Linked DNA regions of Gossypium hirsutum: regions 1 and 2 are each linked to region 3. A link is a contact called in public Hi-C data. All regions are on one chromosome and are shown on one strand. Each heading gives the region's core, a stretch centred on a gene start, on an enhancer-like site or on the middle of the called end of the contact. The rest is flanking DNA. Distances are from core to core; before and after follow the strand shown.

The links. Hi-C and Micro-C count contacts between places; a contact is called where the count stands out from the background.
Region 1: a contact with region 3 is called in a Hi-C map of leaf, with 3 times the contacts expected there. The contact joins the promoter of LOC107961746 here to the promoter of LOC107938447 in region 3. A contact is called at or near these places in 3 of 34 Hi-C or Micro-C datasets (hypocotyl and leaf).
Region 2: a Hi-C map of leaf shows a contact between it and region 3, with 5 times the contacts expected there. The contact joins the promoter of LOC107963372 here to the promoter of LOC107938447 in region 3. A contact is called at or near these places in 3 of 34 Hi-C or Micro-C datasets (all in leaf).

The regions. Positions count from the first base shown.
Region 1 is chrA06:92,509,218-92,511,917 of Gossypium_hirsutum_v2.1, forward strand. LOC107961746 reads left to right here and starts at 1,251. Exons shown (of 6, transcript XR_005928428.1): 1 at 1,251-1,722; 2 at 1,827-2,367.
Region 2 is chrA06:92,920,598-92,923,297 of Gossypium_hirsutum_v2.1, forward strand. It overlaps LOC107963372 (transcription factor MYB102), which reads left to right and starts at 1,426. Exons shown (of 3, transcript XM_016899916.2): 1 at 1,426-1,615; 2 at 1,730-1,859; 3 at 1,942-2,700. The coding sequence starts at 1,483. The coding sequence ends at 2,599.
Region 3 is chrA06:92,702,232-92,704,931 of Gossypium_hirsutum_v2.1, forward strand. It overlaps LOC107938447 (protein SET DOMAIN GROUP 40), which reads right to left and starts at 1,329. Exons shown (of 6, transcript XR_001694916.2): 1 at 1,015-1,329; 2 at 780-911; 3 at 521-661; 4 at 79-312.

The DNA.
Region 1 (2,700 bases), core at 1-2,500, 190 kb before region 3:
GCTTTTTATAAGAGAATGGATCGCTACATTTCCCACAACAAAATGCATTCCTTCATTTCCCTCGTTTAGAATTCAAACTAAGTAAGAAGTTCTTACCATGTGAGTGGATTAATTTTTTGTTAAGTCATGTCAACATTATTGCAAGAGAAAGGATAAGCATGCTACGTCAGGCATGAGGTGTAATACTAATCTTCAGAAACATTTTTAATTAGGTCAAATGTCGGGTTCATTAGTGCTAATTTAACCCCTAAAAATCGAAATTAGAGATAGAAATCATGAACTGATTACATTACTTGTCAGGGGAGAAAGATTGACAGTAGGGCTCTAAAATCCTCACACTGCATATATTTATATTTCCTTATAAACAAGCTATGTACATGTAAGAATTTTAACAACCTGAGGGTAAAGATTTTGGTTAGTTAAGACCCCAGCAACTCAAGTACATGACAGTTCTGAGAGACTCTTCGGCCTATTTCAACCTATCGATGTTGGCAGCCTTGAAACCCTCGGAGTTAACTGCATTGAGATGACGCCTTGCTTGCTTAGAGGAACACCAAGAAGAAGAATCCTTGAGAGATTCACACTTGGATGACTGCTCTTTCATCCCCTGCATCAGTCACAACCTTATAAATATCCCAAACTACAAAGGAAAAGATTGTTTTCAAAGTATTTCAAGTGTAGATTGAGAGTGGATATATATATATATAGATATTAGATAGGACGAAGAGGGAAAACGCGTCTAAAGCTTTCCTTAATGATTAGGAGACTGACAAAGAGATGGAGATTGGAGATAAGTGGATAAGGACAACTGGATGTCTAAGTTTGATTTTGGAAGTTTCCTCATATGAGATTTGTTTGCTTTCCATTAGTTTAAAATTCTTTGTATTTTAAGATATTTTTTCTCAAAATCATACTAATCCTCAAAGAAAAGCCAATGTTATCACAATTGGATCCAACAGGTTAAAATATGTAATATATATTCAACTTATTTCTATATTAATTAAATAAAATTTATAAAAATTTATTACCGATTTCAACCATTAATTTTTTTAGTCTTGTTGATTGAAGATCAAAGTGATGGAAGTTAAGAACAGCTCATCCAGTGAGAAATTGGATAAGAACAATAGAAAGTGGTGGAAAGGGAAAAGAGAGAGAGATGATCTTGGGGCATTGAAAAGCACCGTGGGTCTTTTCCAAGGTGTCACTCACTACTTCGTTGGCTTTGGACTTCTTAGGGCTCAATTAACCTTTAAATGTCCTTTTTATTTTTTTTTCAAAATATATATTGGATTTATAAAAGCAAACACAAGACAAGTCCTTTGGGTTATCCAAATTATTAACACATTCACGCCAACAAACAGGCCAATGGATTCCCAAATTTTGAAACAATAAGCTCAGCTAATCTTTCTAGAGACGCTTCACAAAGCATAAAAAATTAAAGATTCTAGGATTTTCCAACACCATTTCGATTGAAGCAACAAAATTAGGGGAAACTGTTCATCTTCTTTAAGAATGCAATGGACAAAACTTTTGCTACTTCCCATTCCTTCATCTTCGAGCACGTTTCAATCTGGAGCTTCCAGTAAGCTACGGTTTCTCTCAACCAGTATTGCCGCAACCTTTGGGATCCCATACCTCAAAAACACCTATTGTTTTTGCCAAAGACCTCCGCTGGCTAACTGGTGCCCCACTTCATTGGCCGATCTGTTCACATGCATAAAGGTACAACTTTGAAAAACCTTACTTAACCTCTTCACATATTCAATATAGGCCGATATTTTAGAGGAATCTGTTCCATCTTTGGTTGCTTTCTTTATCACTGTTAGGGAATCTCCTTTCAACCTCCGGCTTTTGTAAATTTAAATCTAAGCACATCCTCAATGCCAACACACAAGCCACTGTTTCCGCCGCAAAAGGCGAAAGAATCCTCTCAGTCAAGGTGATTTTTGATGCTATAGCTCTTCTTCTTGAATTTCTTAATAATATTCCAGAACATGATATTTCTTCCTGCTTTCGAAATTCATCATCAAAGTTTACTTTTATGTACCCATCTTTCGGGCATCTCTATCGGTCTACTATTTCGAGAATTAAACTGTGATAAGGGAATTTTGAGAATGTTTGCAGCATCCCTCTCATTAAAGGTATTATGAATCGCTCTCATTTTCCAACTCGTAGAATTAAAATCAATCAAATCTACAACAAGGCTTGCATTTGGATTTTTCACACCATCCAAGATTTCGTAGTTATCAACCTTGGGCATCCATGCATCATTCAAGATTGAGATGGAAGTCCCCGTACCGACTCTCTAGCAAAGACCTTCATGAAAGAGCCCATTTGCAGCCCACACGCTTTGCTAAGTATAAGAAGGTAAATTACCTAAACTTGAATGAATTAATAAAATCTATGGATGGATAATATTTAGATTTTAACGTTCTAGCTAACAAGGAATTTAGCTAAAGAATTAAACGCCAACCTTGCTTCGCTAACAACGCTAAATTAAACTTGGTAAGACTCCTAAAACCAAGACCACATTCTCCTTTAATTTGCACATCAAACCCCAATCACACCAATGAAGTCCCCATTTGCCATAGCTTTTCTGCCACCAAAACTTCCCATAAGATTTTTCATTTCCAAGCAAAGCGATTTTAGTAGAAGAAAATAGGACATAGAGTACGTCGGTATTGATTGCAGCGCAGTTTT
Region 2 (2,700 bases), core at 176-2,675, 220 kb after region 3:
AAATTAAAACTTTATTTTTAAAATTAAAAATTGTTTTGACACTTTATTTCTAACTTACTTATACAATGTGTCTTAAAATTCTGAATATAGAATTTATAACAAATTTATTTTTCAAATTTCCTTCATCATAATTGACCCATAAATTATATCCATAACATTATGAATATATTATATTTATAATATTTTAAATTTATTATATTGTATTTAAAAAAACTTAAGTATATTTTTTTAAGTTGTTTATATATTCAAATATGTTTCATCAATAATTTTAAATAATATATTAATATCAATATAATAACAATTTATAAAAATAGACGAGTAATTCATGTATCATATCACATAAGATAAAAATTAATTATATATTTATGGATGCAAATTTTAAATTGTGAAAATTAAACCTTTTCCTGAAATTTATTGGAGGGGCCCTTTTTCTGTTCTCTCTATGCATACCAAACACCATTGTTATCATCCTCGAATTAAATGCTTATTTATTTATTAAAAACACACATAAGTAATTGACTTGAATCCCTCAAGTGTTAAAATAATTGCACATTACCCTCATGTGAGGGCAATAGAATCGGCCTACCAATGCAGCTTTCAATGGACAAAACAATTAACTAATCGCTTTTCGATTTTAATTCAATTTCCTTTTTAAAAAATTAAAATATAATTTTTTTAAAAATATTTCCTTTTTGTATTTGCAATTTCTTATGTTTAAAAGAAAAAAAAAATCAAAGGACTTTGAGATAGTAAGTCAAAGCCAATCTTGGTAAAATTGTAGCCATGCAAATTATGCCAGAAGAAAAGAAGGGGCAGGTGGCTGTTTCATGTTGGTGACAGCTAATATGAATCCAGAAAGTGAGGAGTGACACTCTCCTCCCGCATAATGTTGGGCAAAAAATGACTGCAGTTTATGAATTTGGATGGTAATCACATTAATTTTAGAGTTAACCTAGATCTAATTTTTAAATTAAAAATAAAATTTATTATTATTTTTTTCATCTTTAAAACTTAGAATTAAAACTTTGTTTAAAAGGAATAAATTTTTTTACCACTTAAACTTAATAACAAATTTGGATAGATAAATTTGAGATCTATTAAAAGATAAGTAATAATATCACAAAATATTAAGTATACTGATAATACATATTATATTTTAAGAAGATAAAACTTTGAAAATAATGTTGGGAGATATAACCAAAAATTTAAAAAAAAAAATTTCATAAATTATAAACCCAACTTAAAAAAATGAGTTTAACTAAAATAAATAAATAAATAAATAAAAGTAATTGATAGATTTAAAGATATGGGAGCCAAGATTTGAGGACACGTTGCCATAGTAATAAACAGAGGACGGTACCTAATCTATTTGACTTTTGCTTTGGTTTCTCTCCCTATTTATACAAGTACGTACCTATAGGGACCCTGCATCTCTTTGCTGCTGCATCATTTTTCTCTCTTCTCTGTCACTAAGCAATAAACATGGGAAGAGCACTTTGTTGTGATAAAAATGGGCTCAAAAAAGGGCCATGGACTCCTGAAGAAGATAAAAAATTGATTGATTATATTCAAAAACATGGTTATGGAAATTGGAGGACACTTCCAAAGAATGCTGGTAAACCTCTAGCATTCATTTACCGATAGGACACCATATGTTTTGTCTACGGATGAATTATAGTACTTCTTATGGACTTCACGCCTGATGGGTTTGTAAAATCTTTTATTATAGGGTTGCAAAGATGTGGAAAGAGTTGTCGTCTTCGATGGACTAACTACTTGAGGCCTGATATCAAGAGAGGAAGGTTTTCTTTTGAAGAAGAAGAGACTATAATTCAGCTACATAGTATATTGGGCAACAAGTAAGTTCTGTTTACATCTTTATTTGCTGTTTTCAGTTCTATTATTGTGTTTTTTTCCCTTAATGTTTTGTAATGTTTTAAGGTGGTCTGCCATTGCTGCTCGGTTGCCCGGAAGAACAGATAACGAAATAAAAAACTATTGGAACACACACATTAGAAAAATTCTTCTTCGAATGGGGATCGATCCGGTGACCCATACTCCTCGACTGGATCTTCTCGGTCTCTCTTTCCTTCACAACCAATATCTTATCCAGTCTTTTGCTAACCCTGAGCTTCTTCGTAATGTTGACCAATATCAACCATTGATGCAATCTAACCATTTCCATGCACAAGTCGAAGAAACCCCAACTTGTAGTGTTCCATTTTATAACGAAGAACAACAACTCGTGATGAAACCCAACTTGAACCAATTCCCATCAAATTTCAATGACTATGTTATGCCTTCAATTTTGACTGAAGATTACGTGCCGCTACCGCCGCAGTACAACTATTACGGCTCGGATTATCAAACCGTAATGGACCCTTCAATCGAAACCTCGAATTTCCATTCCATCAACAGCAACCAGAGCTTGGGGTTGGGGTCAGTTGTGTCGACGCCTTCGTCGAGCCCCGCCCCATTGAATTCAGACTTCGCATACCTCAACAGTAGCAGCACCACTGAAAACGAAACAGAAAGCTATTGCACCAACATTTTGAAGTCGGAAATCCCTGATATTTTGGATGTTAATGATTTCATGTAATTCCAAATGCATAACTCCCAAAAAGAGTTTTTCTTTTTTCTTTTTTTGATTCAGTGAGACATGTCGATACGTGTAAAAATTTCTACTAATTAATAGTTAAT
Region 3 (2,700 bases), core at 79-2,578:
GATTGCAATATCAAGGCATTGTCCAAAAGAAAAAAACTAACAAAAAATAAACAAAGAATTATACCCTAGTGTACTTACATATGCATAATACAAAGAATTAGCAAGCTCCAGTGGCGCAAGAGTACCATACTCTAGGTGATGACGTAACCATCCATACAGATACTTTAAAGCAGTAGTTCGTTCCAATTCTGAACTTTTCAAACAGTCTTATTTGTTTGACACTCCAAAATTTTAATCTCCTCCTACTAAGAAATGTTTGCATAAATAACATATATTTCCGGAAGTCTGCGATATTTTGTCCCGAGCAATAATCTGAACCTTTATCAAAGCAATAATATGTAGGAAAATGTTAAGTAGAGACACGAGAAGATAAATTAGGAGCCCATGTATGCTTGTTTATCCAGATATTTATCCATACGCATGCGGGTGAAATGTGCATAATAGTCTAAGTTGAAGCTATCCAACATAAATAAAAACCGAAAAAGAAAAACCCAGAGAAGCATAAACACTGTGAACTTACAGTCCCAGTAGCCCAAATCCAAGCCCTGAAAGTGAGAAGTAGAGGCTTAAACTTAAGTTCCTTCATGAGAGTGAAGGCTTGTTCCCACTCGTATTTAGCTTTTGTGACAGTTTTCTGAGCAGCCCAGATGGCATAATCCACCTAAGAACGAGATAAATAGCAAGGTTAGAAAGAAAAAAAAAAGAAAAAAAGAAATACAAGCGAAGGAAATGTGAGAAAGCAAAAGCAAAAGCAAAAGAGGTAAAATAAGAGACAGAACTTGCAAGGCTTGCGTTTTAAGTTCACCGAAAGTGGCGAGTATGGAATAACTACGAGGCAAGTGCAGAAAATAAGGGTGCCATGGAGAAGCCTTTCCTTTATTGATTTCATATAACAAACAAACAGTGAATACCTGCCTTGCAAATGAAAATAGGCAAATTACTTTAGTCCAGTCGTTGTGTTTGGTTGAAACGCAGATTAAAACATATACCGAATACTGAAACACAAAAGCAAACCTGGGTAGAAGAGTGAGAAGGATGGGATTTGAGTGCAAGAGACGAAGTTTCATCTCTTGAAAGAAGAGAGTCAGTTGTGATTAAGGCAGATTTTGGAACTTTAAGAAGCAACTCTCCTTTGCTAATCGGCCAGAGAGCAGCCACACCTCTTCCTCCAGTGCCAGGGAAGCAAGAGACACCTAGACAATGGAGATGCTGCTGTTGGAGAGTTTCTTTAGTGAAAAGGGCAACGGAGGGGTGAGATTGGGGGTGTTTTGAGGATATTGATTTTAAGGGAAGAAATTAGAGGTTTTTAGTGTCGCGCATGAGAAAAAGAAAACATTTTAGAAAGGAAAAGGATCTTGTTTAAGTTAAACAATTATGTTTTTTTGCGGAAAAAAAGGCCGCTAACCCCTTAAATCTCCAATTAAATTTTACTTAAAACACATCATATTTATAAATACTTAAGGTAAAATTACTTAAACCTAATGACATTGTTTTAATTTTTTTTTATAAATATATACATGTTATCTTCATTTGATATTTATTAATTTTTTAAATATAAACAAGTTAAATATTTTTAATTATTTTTTTTCTATTAGTCATTGAATTATATGTAAGTTGTGGATTTAGTCATTTTATTTTAATTTTGTTATTTTTAGTCATTGTAATTTTGAAATTTTGAAATTGTAGTATTAATTAAATGGTAGCTATTGAATTCATTAAGTTTTGCTATTTCTAAAATCTAATGTAACAAACATATTACTCACAAAAAGCCAATTACGAATTTAACGATTGTCATTTGTATCAAAATTAAAATTTCAAAATTCGAAAAGTATAGGGACCAAGAATGATCTAATTGGATAACATAAACTCAACCTACAACTTTACGCACAATACCAAGACTAATAGCAGAATTTAACCAAACATATATAATTGCTATCATTTGAGTGATCATGACTAAAATTTTAAATTTTGAAAAGTACAAAAGATAAAATTGATCGATTTGAAAAATACAGGGACTAAAACTAATCAAATTCAAATATAAGGACTAAATTTTAAGTTTAAATTTAACTTAAATAAATTAAGTGTAGAGGAATTAATTTGAATTGAATTATTTTAATATATCAAAATATTTTTAGATTAAATCTTGAACCATTTAATATATATATATAAAGTTTATCTATTATCTCTTAAATAATTTAAACTATAATCATAAGTTTAATATATCCAAATTAATATTATCTCTTTTACAATTATATAAGAAATCGTTTAATATATAAATTAAAAAATACTAATTAATCTAAACCCTAAGCCTCTTAACCCCTATCCCATAAACACTAAACACTAAACACTAAACCTTAAACCCTTAACCCCAAACCCTTACACCTTAAACTCTAACCCTAAACCCTAAACCATAATCTCTAAACCCATAATTCATCTTAAACCTTCAAATACTAATTAACTCCCAAACCTTAAACCTTAAACCATATATCTTAAACCATAAACCTTAAACTGTAATGATAATTAATTCAATATTTTAAATTCAATACTATCTCTTTCTACGATTATATAAGAAAATGTTTAATATATTGTATAACCATAATTTTTAATAATTTTTGTTTTAGGGGTTACAGATTAGTGTTTATGATTTTTTAGGGTTTAGGGTTTTAGGGGTTATATGACTTTTAGCGGCATTTTAGGAAA